2 separate regions of the Zea mays genome follow, and region 2 is linked to region 1. Evidence: chromatin contacts called from public Hi-C data. All regions are on one chromosome and are shown on one strand. The core of a region is the stretch at or near the end of the contact, and the rest is flanking DNA. Distances in the headings are between cores, read along the strand shown. Region 1 holds the start of LOC103641252 (pentatricopeptide repeat-containing protein, mitochondrial-like). Region 2 has its middle 64 kb from the start of LOC100381576.

Evidence for each region. Hi-C and Micro-C count contacts between places; a contact is called where the count stands out from the background.
Region 2: a contact with region 1 is called in a Hi-C map of bundle sheath, with 3 times the contacts expected there. The contact joins the enhancer-like site here to the promoter of LOC103641252 in region 1. A contact is called at or near these places in 2 of 25 Hi-C or Micro-C datasets (bundle sheath and leaf).

What each region holds. Positions count from the first base shown.
Region 1 is chr10:77,745,431-77,749,980 of Zm-B73-REFERENCE-NAM-5.0, reverse strand. LOC103641252 (pentatricopeptide repeat-containing protein, mitochondrial-like) reads left to right here and starts at 3,294. Exons shown (of 2, transcript XM_008664615.4): 1 at 3,294-3,709; 2 at 4,037-4,550. The coding sequence starts at 3,416.
Region 2 is chr10:77,942,305-77,947,211 of Zm-B73-REFERENCE-NAM-5.0, reverse strand. It overlaps the pseudogene LOC111590417. Among protein-coding and RNA genes, the nearest start is that of LOC100381576, 64 kb to the right of the region's middle. Within about 2 kb of position 3,086, at least 17 of the 20 cell types and tissues checked have an H3K27ac peak or open chromatin away from gene starts, as enhancers often do. A contact at or near this core is called in bundle sheath and leaf, where this site is marked.

The DNA.
Region 1 (4,550 bases), core at 2,045-4,544:
AGTTGTTTGAGCAAGATGACAAGGTTTTGTTGAATTTCAAAATTTGCATTTGTTTAGACGAGCAGTTTCAAGCATGTATAGGATTTATCTTTTCATGTGAGTATTTGCTTTAAACTTCTAGAATTCTTTAGAATACGCTTGATAGATAGAGAGGAATTATGATATAAAGATAACAAGCTGATTTGCATCAAAATTAATTAGAGTCTGACACAAATAGATGCTGCGGGAGAATGCGGATTCGGATTAAGTATTTGGACGTAGACCGACTGTCGAGAAAGCGGATTCGGACACTGATTGGATAACATAACAACTATCGAGAGTCTGAATAAATGAGTCTGGACGGGAGTTGCGAGACGATATTGACTTTCGAATTTGCATTTGCTCCGAGAAATAAAAGTTTTAACAGGCTCCAAATTTGGATGTTTTTGAGATCGAATAATTCCAAATTTGGTGAAACATTCAAGAGTAACTTGATAAATGGAGATAGATGTGATCGAGAAATAGAAATTTTCACTGAGCATCCGAGATTAGGATAAATCTCCCGACATAACACGAAATAGACACCTGGGGTGTCACATTGGCTGCTCTTGTATACTTGTTGGAGGCGCATAGGGGTCCCTTTTATAGTCCCAGGGGGCCTAGTAGCTCTTGGAGCTTCATTTGGAAGCTCCCGGCCTTCCCTGTCTGCGGGTGCATCTGATTGGTAGTTTCCTTCTCTAAAAGGGCTAGCCGTTGGTGCACCGGACATGTTATTATTCACTGAATGTGCACCGGACATGTTACTATTCACTGCCCTATGTGCACCAAACATGTTACTATTCACTGACATGTACACCAGACAAGTTACTATTCACTGACCTGTACACCGGACATGTTACTATTCACTGTCATGTGCACCAGGCAGTTACTATTTACTGTCCTGTGCACCGGACATTTACTATTCACTGTGTTGTGCACCAGCCAACAGCACAATGAGTGCTTTTTCCTCCATTCTTTCTCCATTTGACTTCAACTTTTGGGAGGATTTTCCTGAGACTTAAACAAACACATTTAGAGTATAATCCAATTGACTTAGTCATAGAAACTTACCTCTTTCCTGTTCTTCTCCCAACTTTTCTGTTTCTCCTCAAGTAGAGCTTAGAATGGCACTTTCTTTACAGAAAGAATTAGAGAGCAAACCAAAGCACCACACTTGTAGTAAGAGGTGTATGCAACATAGTCGAACACTCAAACCTTGCATACTTAACCTTTTTCATTGTTTTACCCATTTTGGCCTGTTTGAGGTCGATGTTGGACTCTAAACCGTCAAGTCAACTTGACTTGTTCTAGATTGACATATATGAGCTCCAACACCCTACAAAGGTCACATAGAATATATCCAAACATAGGAACAACCCAAACTAAAGATCAAAGTGAACTTAGCTCTATCGGGCTCCTCTGGGTACTGGCTTTGTTACTACTATTCCTTCTAGTGACCTTGTTCAATTCTTGAGCTTCATCTTGAGTCTTGTGACTTACACCACATAACCATAATATTACCTCATTAGTTACAAGTCATTTTCTTAAGTCATGATCCTCGATGCACCATATCTCTTCTCAACTCGATCAACCTTGACTTTTCAAGTCTTCTTCTTCACCCCTGGCTTTGGGTTCCTCGACCTCTTTGACCTTCTCCCGTGCACTCGGTACCTCGAAGCTCTTCTTGCCTCCATCCTTGGATTGATCAGTTGTCTCCGAGTTATGCACACCCAATGTCACTTAAACAATGTCCATCTTACTTGTGATGTCTATTATCTATAGAAATTCTAGTCTTTGGACCATCACACTTGTTCACTTGTGATGAACCCTATAAGATTTGCATTAAGCACCTGTTCAACACTTAGCACACATGTTAGTCCTTTACTTGGGTTGTCATTCAAACCACCAAAACCCACAAGAGAGTTTTCATCAATCCAAATGGTAGAGTAGAAAACCCTAACACACACCTCCAAGTAAAGCCCTACTAGTGTCACAAGAACCTCTAAGACAGGCATGTACTCAATGTGTTGTTGTGTCTCCTATAAACTAGATGCAGCTATCAAGAAACCCAATTTCAAGAACTTGTGAGAACATAATGCTATCTGTTTTGACTCAAAGGTCTTGAAGAAATAGGCCTAAAAAGTAGTGTAAAAGTTGTCACCTGCCTTGACATCCTGCTTCTTGGGGAACCATTTGTCAAATGAGGCAAGACAATATGGCTTGACTATGCTAGCTGAAGTGCCATGGAGGTCGACATGGTGAGGTGGTAGACCCCCCCTCCTTTGTAGGTGGGACCTCTAGGTCATCTTGTGCTCTATAGTGCGGCTTGCTCTCCTCTGCCTCTGCAGGTGGGACAACATACTCTCCTCTGCCTTTACAACATGACCTGCTCTCCTCTAGGTCATACCATGCTCTATGATGCAAACTGTTGCCTAAGTCAGGCTCTAGCTGCAGCTGAGGCTCTATCGAGTAAACGAATGTGCGCCTACGAGAAGACCAACAAAGTGGTTGAGTAGAGTGCCATCTAGAGCCACTAATCCTAAGATAACCATTGTTGCCTTCACACTTTTGAGGCCTTTGTTGTTGCTACAACCTTAATAACCTATTGTGTATGTCTGTCGGGGTGCTCTTATTCTTGTGACACATCTGCTCCACTACCTTGCCCTTGTCCTGTCTAGGAGGCTAAGGCTTCATGTCACCATCATCGACTCCTGGATGAGGGCCTAACGTCTTGGTCCATCATGAGAGAGAACCACTAACACAAGAGCACACTAAATACCACTACTCCCCGTGGCACTGACCACAAACAAACAAAATGTCACTTGTGTGGCTTGGCCCAATCCATACTCGTGGGCATGGCTCTGGTTTTACTCTATCCAACTGATCAAACCTCACAACCATCGTTGTATTATGAGTAGAGATATATTAAACGAACACATATCTAGAGATGAGGAGCATCCTAAAGAGCAAGCACAGTAGATTGAGCAATAGAAATTGTGGGTTTTTCTACCTTACCACGAGTAGAAACTAGCCAAGATCATAACACCAGTACACCACGACAACGAGAACAATTAGGGTGACGAGATGATCAAAACAGGAGCACCTTAATATAATTAATTGATTCAAAATGCGCCAAGTAATCAAGATCTATCTAAAAATAGCTATCAGGTCTATAGATTTTAAAGAACAAATCAGTTAATGTATAATATATAAATATATGTGATGATATATCTAAGGACAGTACACAGACATGATAATTGTGTTGAGCACTTGGGCTGATGGGCTCGACCGATAGAAGTTGGGCCACGACTCCGGCGCTCAGCGTTAGGTGAGTGAGACAGGTGCCCCCACCCTGCCGTACTGGGGCCTCCGCCCTCCGCCTATCTGCGAAGCCGCGATGCTGTTGTGGCGAGTGCTGCTCCGGCACCGGCGGCCGCCGTTCCCCGTCCACGCCGCCGGATTCTTCACCAGCTCCGGAAGCAACACCACTGCGCCTCCTCCTGCTGGAGCGGAGGGGCTCCGCGACGAGCCGGGGGAGGAGGGCTCCCTGGCGCGGCGGGTGGAGCGGGCGGCGTCGGTCGGCGCGGCCATGCGGGGCTGGATGGCAGACGGCCGCGCCGTGCACCGTGGCCACGTATTCCACGCCATCAACCGCCTCCGACGACACCGCCTACACCGCACCGCCCTGCAGGTTCCCCTTTCCCCCCACTTCGCCTCTGCTCGTTCATGGCATTCCCAGCCGAGACTTTCTCTGTCTTTGGTGATTGGCGCGAGCTGAGTGAGCAGTGACATGAAATTTCCAGGTGTTCTGCTGATTTCTGTACTTGTTCACGATGTGGTGGAAAGCTTATTTGAATGGTGGTAATTCACTTCTTAGTTAGCTCATCACCGTGGAACTAGGTAGTCTTCATTTGTGCTTGAACAATGTGGGAGTAGTTGGTAACTAATTTATACATAAGATCTCCCTACCTTCTAGTATTTGCTCCGGATGTGATTTTTTTTCTTTTCCTTCCCATAGGTCATGGAATGGATCGTGAGAGAGAGGCCCTACAAGCTGAGTGAGCTTGATTACTCGTATCTGCTGGAGTTCACAGCTAAAGTCCATGGCATTTCTGAAGCCGAAAGCCTCTTCCTTCGCGTGCCTCAGGAATGCCGGAAAGAGCTCCTCTACAACAACCTTGTCATGGCTGCTTTAGATCTGAATCACATTAAGCATTCATACGCTTACATGAGGAAGATGAGAGAATTGTCCCTGCCGATCTCGCCGTATGTTTACAACCGCCTGATCATCCTTCACTCATCACCCGGTCGCAGGAAAACTATATCCAAGATCCTTTCCCAGATGAAAGCTGATCGTGTGGTCCCTCACACGTCAACCTACAACATCCTATTGAAAATACAAGCCAATGAGCACAACATTGATGGGCTAGCCAGGGTGTTCAATGGTATGAAAAGAGCAAAGATTGAGCCCAATGAGATCACTTATGGCATTCTAGCCATTGCACATGCTGTTGCAAGGCTATATACTGTTT
Region 2 (4,907 bases), core at 1,837-4,336, 200 kb before region 1:
CCCGTCGGGGAGGAGAGATCCTAGGTGGTGTCTAGGCTCGGGCCGGCCGACCTAGACTCCTCTAATCGACGTAGAGCCGAAGAGAGACGAAGAATTTGGGGATTGGATAGCTAAACCTAAACTAGACTAGAACTACTCCTAGGATAAAATGCGAAATAGAAGTTGTATTGATTCGATTGTTGATGATTACAAATCGGCCGTAGACCTCTCTATTTATAGAGGAGGGGGGTTGGACCCTTTACACAACTGATTCCGAGCTAATCCCGCGAATATAGCTAACAACCGTAGCACAAAACTCGGAACCCTAATCTGTTCTGCGCACGCGCGGACCGTCCGGCCCACAGGCGCGGACCGTCCGGACAGCGGACCGTCCGGCCTCAGGGCCGGACTGTCCGCCGGCTCAAAACCGGTTCGAACACTCGCCTACAAGTTGGTTGTTAACCCACACATGTGTCGTGAGAAATCAACATAAGTCCAACACGATAGGGTGTAGGTCTGTCCCTCTCCTCCGCTTTTCGCCCACCAGTGAGTCGTGAGAAACTACCCAAGCCTAATACAACAGGAAGTCGCATGCTGTGTAACACTACCACTTAGTACCATCCTGGTAGCTAAATGAGAACAAATGACCGAGCGAGTTATAAAAAAGGGATCATGCTCCTTTTTAACTCGTACCTTTTTCAGTCTTTTGGCTAAAATAAAGTGTAATATTTGTTCTTATCAATTTAATATCTGGTATGTGGACTATATGTTCACTTTCATACTCCCTCCATTCTTTTTATTTGTCGTCGTTTAGTTCAAAAATGAACTAGCGGGCGACAAATATTCAAGAATGGAGGAAGTATTAAATTTATTTTTATGGGTATTTTTTGTGTGGAGGGTCCACCACACTAGCTTACCTGGCTCTCGCATGTCGTACAACTGTTGCATTGCTGGTAGGGTTTGGCTTGCCCCAACCAATACCAACAAATATGATTGTGTGTCGTCGTAACGCACAAGCATGATACTAGTACTCTCTATGTCTTATTTGGATACACATGTAGCTTTCTTGTTACATATGTGTTGGAGTAGGTTGACATTGAAATTAATTTAAATTATATCTTGATCCATTTGAAAAAAAAATATTGATTGAATATATAATACGCACCTTAAGATGCCTGAGGCTATAGGCAGTAGACCGTGTATATGGTCGTGCAAAACACTAATTTTGTACTGTTTTTGCACTGTATACCACACTATTTAAGGAGTGGAGTTTCAAGTTTGAAATAGGAGATGTGATGAGTAAGGTTGTTGGAGATAGCCTAAGACTTTGTTTAAATGCACATATATTTGCCTTAATTTATATAAATGATACTGGGCTGATGTGAAATTTAGTTTAAAATCCATGTCAAACCACTCTAACATACATAGATTAAAATGAATATATACATACACGACGCATCTGAACACGTAGTAAGTAGAAGAAAAGCATTATAGTCTATCCAACGAGCCAAGGGCCTATTTAGTATGGCTTTCTCTAGTTTTAGATTCTTACTACAATAGGTTAGATGAGTCAGAACTAGTAAAGCCAGAAACTTCATCGTTTTCTAGTTTAAAGGTTGCTTCATGTCTTCAACTTCACCAGCAAAACTATTGTAGCAGCACTACTAACTAATAGAGCAAAGAGTTAATTTTCTCTACCCTATCCATATTGAATCGGAAAGAGAAACCATTGAAGTTGATGTGGTTCGATTGATCTCATCCCAACGAGAGGTCGGTTCGGCCAGCCGGTTGGTGGAGCTGCCTATCATTCGCTGCTCTAGAAAATTATAAAGTTAGAGCTGTAAATCTTTAAAAGACATTTAGATAAGTTATTCCGTTTATTATTTAGACTAAAAATATTTTTAAAACTATTTAAATTGATTTTATAAAATACAATTCCACGTTGGAGCTAGAACCTAGAGTCATTCCAAACACCCTGTGTTGGAGTCGAATCGGTACAGACAATATTTTTGTGGTGTAACGCTTGTGTCATGTCAGCTACATTTTTATATAGTTTGAAGTCCAAAAAATCTATGAGAAAAAATAAAATTAAAAAAATGTAATTTGTGAGCTTTAGAAACTATGTAATTTTTTATTTATGTTATATAAATTATGTAATTTTTATCTGTGGTTTATAAACTGTATAATTTTATTTTTTATTATAAATTATGTCATTTTTGTTTGCTTATTATTTATTCGGATGATTTTTTTATTTCAATAAAAACAGTGTTTTCTTCGAAACAAACGTCTGCAAAAAGAAAGCTAATGTGGCGATGAGTTAGATGGCTGACAATAAAGAGTGTATATTGAAGCGTCGCAGTAGGTAAGGGCCGAAGATGACCGACAGCGTGATCCATAGGGTGATGTAACGATCTACAAAGCTATCTTCATTAGCTCTCATATCTCATCTCTTATTTCAAACTTCACCTTATAAACATATTGTACGATCATATACACGGTCTCCTAACCGTAACCTAAGGGTCTATTGCACTGAATCCAGCCTACGACTATCTCCAATTATTCTCTCATCTACTTCTTAATCACAACTTCTATTTTAAACTACACTCATGGTGCAAAAAAAAACTAAGGCTGCATTCGGTTTGGCCCATTCCGGGCCTACTTCCAGTTGGAATAAATCAGCCTAGGTTAGAACCGGTCCAGTATGTTAGCAGTGTTCTTTTTAAGCTGGGCCGAAAACAATCTCATCTGATTTCAACTTCCCTCCTTCAATTCTTGGTCTGGAATGAGTCTAGGTGGTCTGTCTTCTGGATTAGTTTCTGATCTGAAAATAGACTGGTGACTAGAAATAAGTAACAAGGTTCCACTCGATCCTATGCTGACTTGGTTACGGCTTGGATATGGACCTACCGAACGGGAAGAGTTTTAGCCAACCAAACGCACGAGCACGATCTCGACACATCCAGCCCCGAATAATAAATCCCTTCTCCGTACACGTTACCATCAGCTATCCCTTTCCAATTCCACGGACGTACGCTAGGTGTCCCCATCGTGTGACCATCTGATGGAGCCGTGCCCATCCCTATTCCCCCCTACTGCCCACGACTGGGACTCCTGGGATCCAAGCGTGGTGGTGACCTGGGGGTCCACGTGGACGCCTGCGGGCCCTTTGCACACTGCTACGAGCTCGTCCAATCTTTTATGCTTTCCTTATTCAGACTGCTATGTTTTCTATTCTATCATTCTATGAATTGTTATTATTATATATACACATACACACTCTCTGATCGAGACTCGAGAGTGAGATGAGGAGAGAAGGGTCTTTGTGCACCGCGTACTCCACTACCTCGTGTACGACATCATGCGAAGTCAGGGACGCCTCCGCCGGCTGCAGCTCAGCAGCTCCATGCATCGGTGATCGGTGTCGGTGTATGCGTTATATATCAGATTATATAATTCATCGGTTTAAATTTTATAAAACTCACACAACTAAATTACCTCATAATCATAAACTCCACTAAATCCACTAAACAAATTACACCTATATTTAACACATCATCAAAACTAATGTTTCAGATCCCTCGATAACCTCTTTCTTCCACGTTAGCGCTCCGTTCTTTTTTATTTGTCGCGGTTTAATTTAAAAATGAATTAGCGATTGATAAATATCCAAGAACGAAGGTAGTAGTATACTGATGCGTAGTTAACCTTACTTTCGACTTAAAATATGTTGGTTGAAGTTATATCCACTCACCAACGATGATCTTACCTAGGGATACAATCTCGACTTTTTAAAGTTATTTGGGTTGACCCAAATCCTAATTAAATAGACTAAAACGGCATATGCCACGATAATTAGCTTCAGATAGGAGATAATTTAAATTACACCCTCTGTTCTAAATTATAGAATGATCTAATAACTTTATATATATATATATATATATATATATATATATATATATATATATATATATATATATATATATATATATAGAGAGAGAGAGAGAGAGAGAGAGAGTAAGTTTTGTTGTATATTTAGATATACAAGATGTACAATAAAACCAATATATATGAAAAATTAAAATATCTGACAAATTTAAATGGAGGAACTAGCACTAGAAAGATGGTTAGAAACTCCCTTATATATATCCCTATCCATGGCTCTGTTTAGTAGAGCCTTTTCTGCTCTAGATTCTCTGTGGGAGCTGATTCTACGACTAGAAATGTTTTCCTACAAAACTCTATGTAGACGATGAACAAACGACTCTAGAAGCTCTGCCAAACATGCCCTATAAGTTGCTCGAACCGTAGATCCTAGTACCACCAAACCTGAATCACACACTTTGTCTCCCTTCAAACAAAGATAGATGACTCTAGGGCTCTCTTCTACCCCTTTCTCTTATCATATCCAATGCCTACTTCTAAGATAAATAAGTCAGATTAATGAAATCCATATTTGTGCATATCAAACGGTGGTACGGGGATGGCGGGGTACGCCAAAGCCGCCAAAAAAGTGATGGGCGGGTAGGAGGGGTACTCCTACTATCCATTTGACACAAGAGGGGTGCCTTCTAGGAAATGGGTACTTTCCTGTTGGTTAAAACCTCAGTGGACGTGTGCAACCTGGAGGAAGTTAGCGAAAAACCTTGTAGTGCTCTCCTGGTCATACACCAATGACGTTTGTAAGTGGCTTGCAACCATAGACCAAACAAAGATATTCGAACTCTCGAGGATGGGGGAATGAAGTCACGTATCGTGGGAAAAGTGTACAATCTATGCAGAAAGAAAACAGTCATGATAGTTGTGCTCATGGTTAATAGCGTCATGAACCCTCACACGATTACAAGTTTTATGTTTTGGCTGGTTCTGGATTGGATGTTGATCATTGTTACAATAAGATGATGAGATGAGATACAAATAATAATTACTTG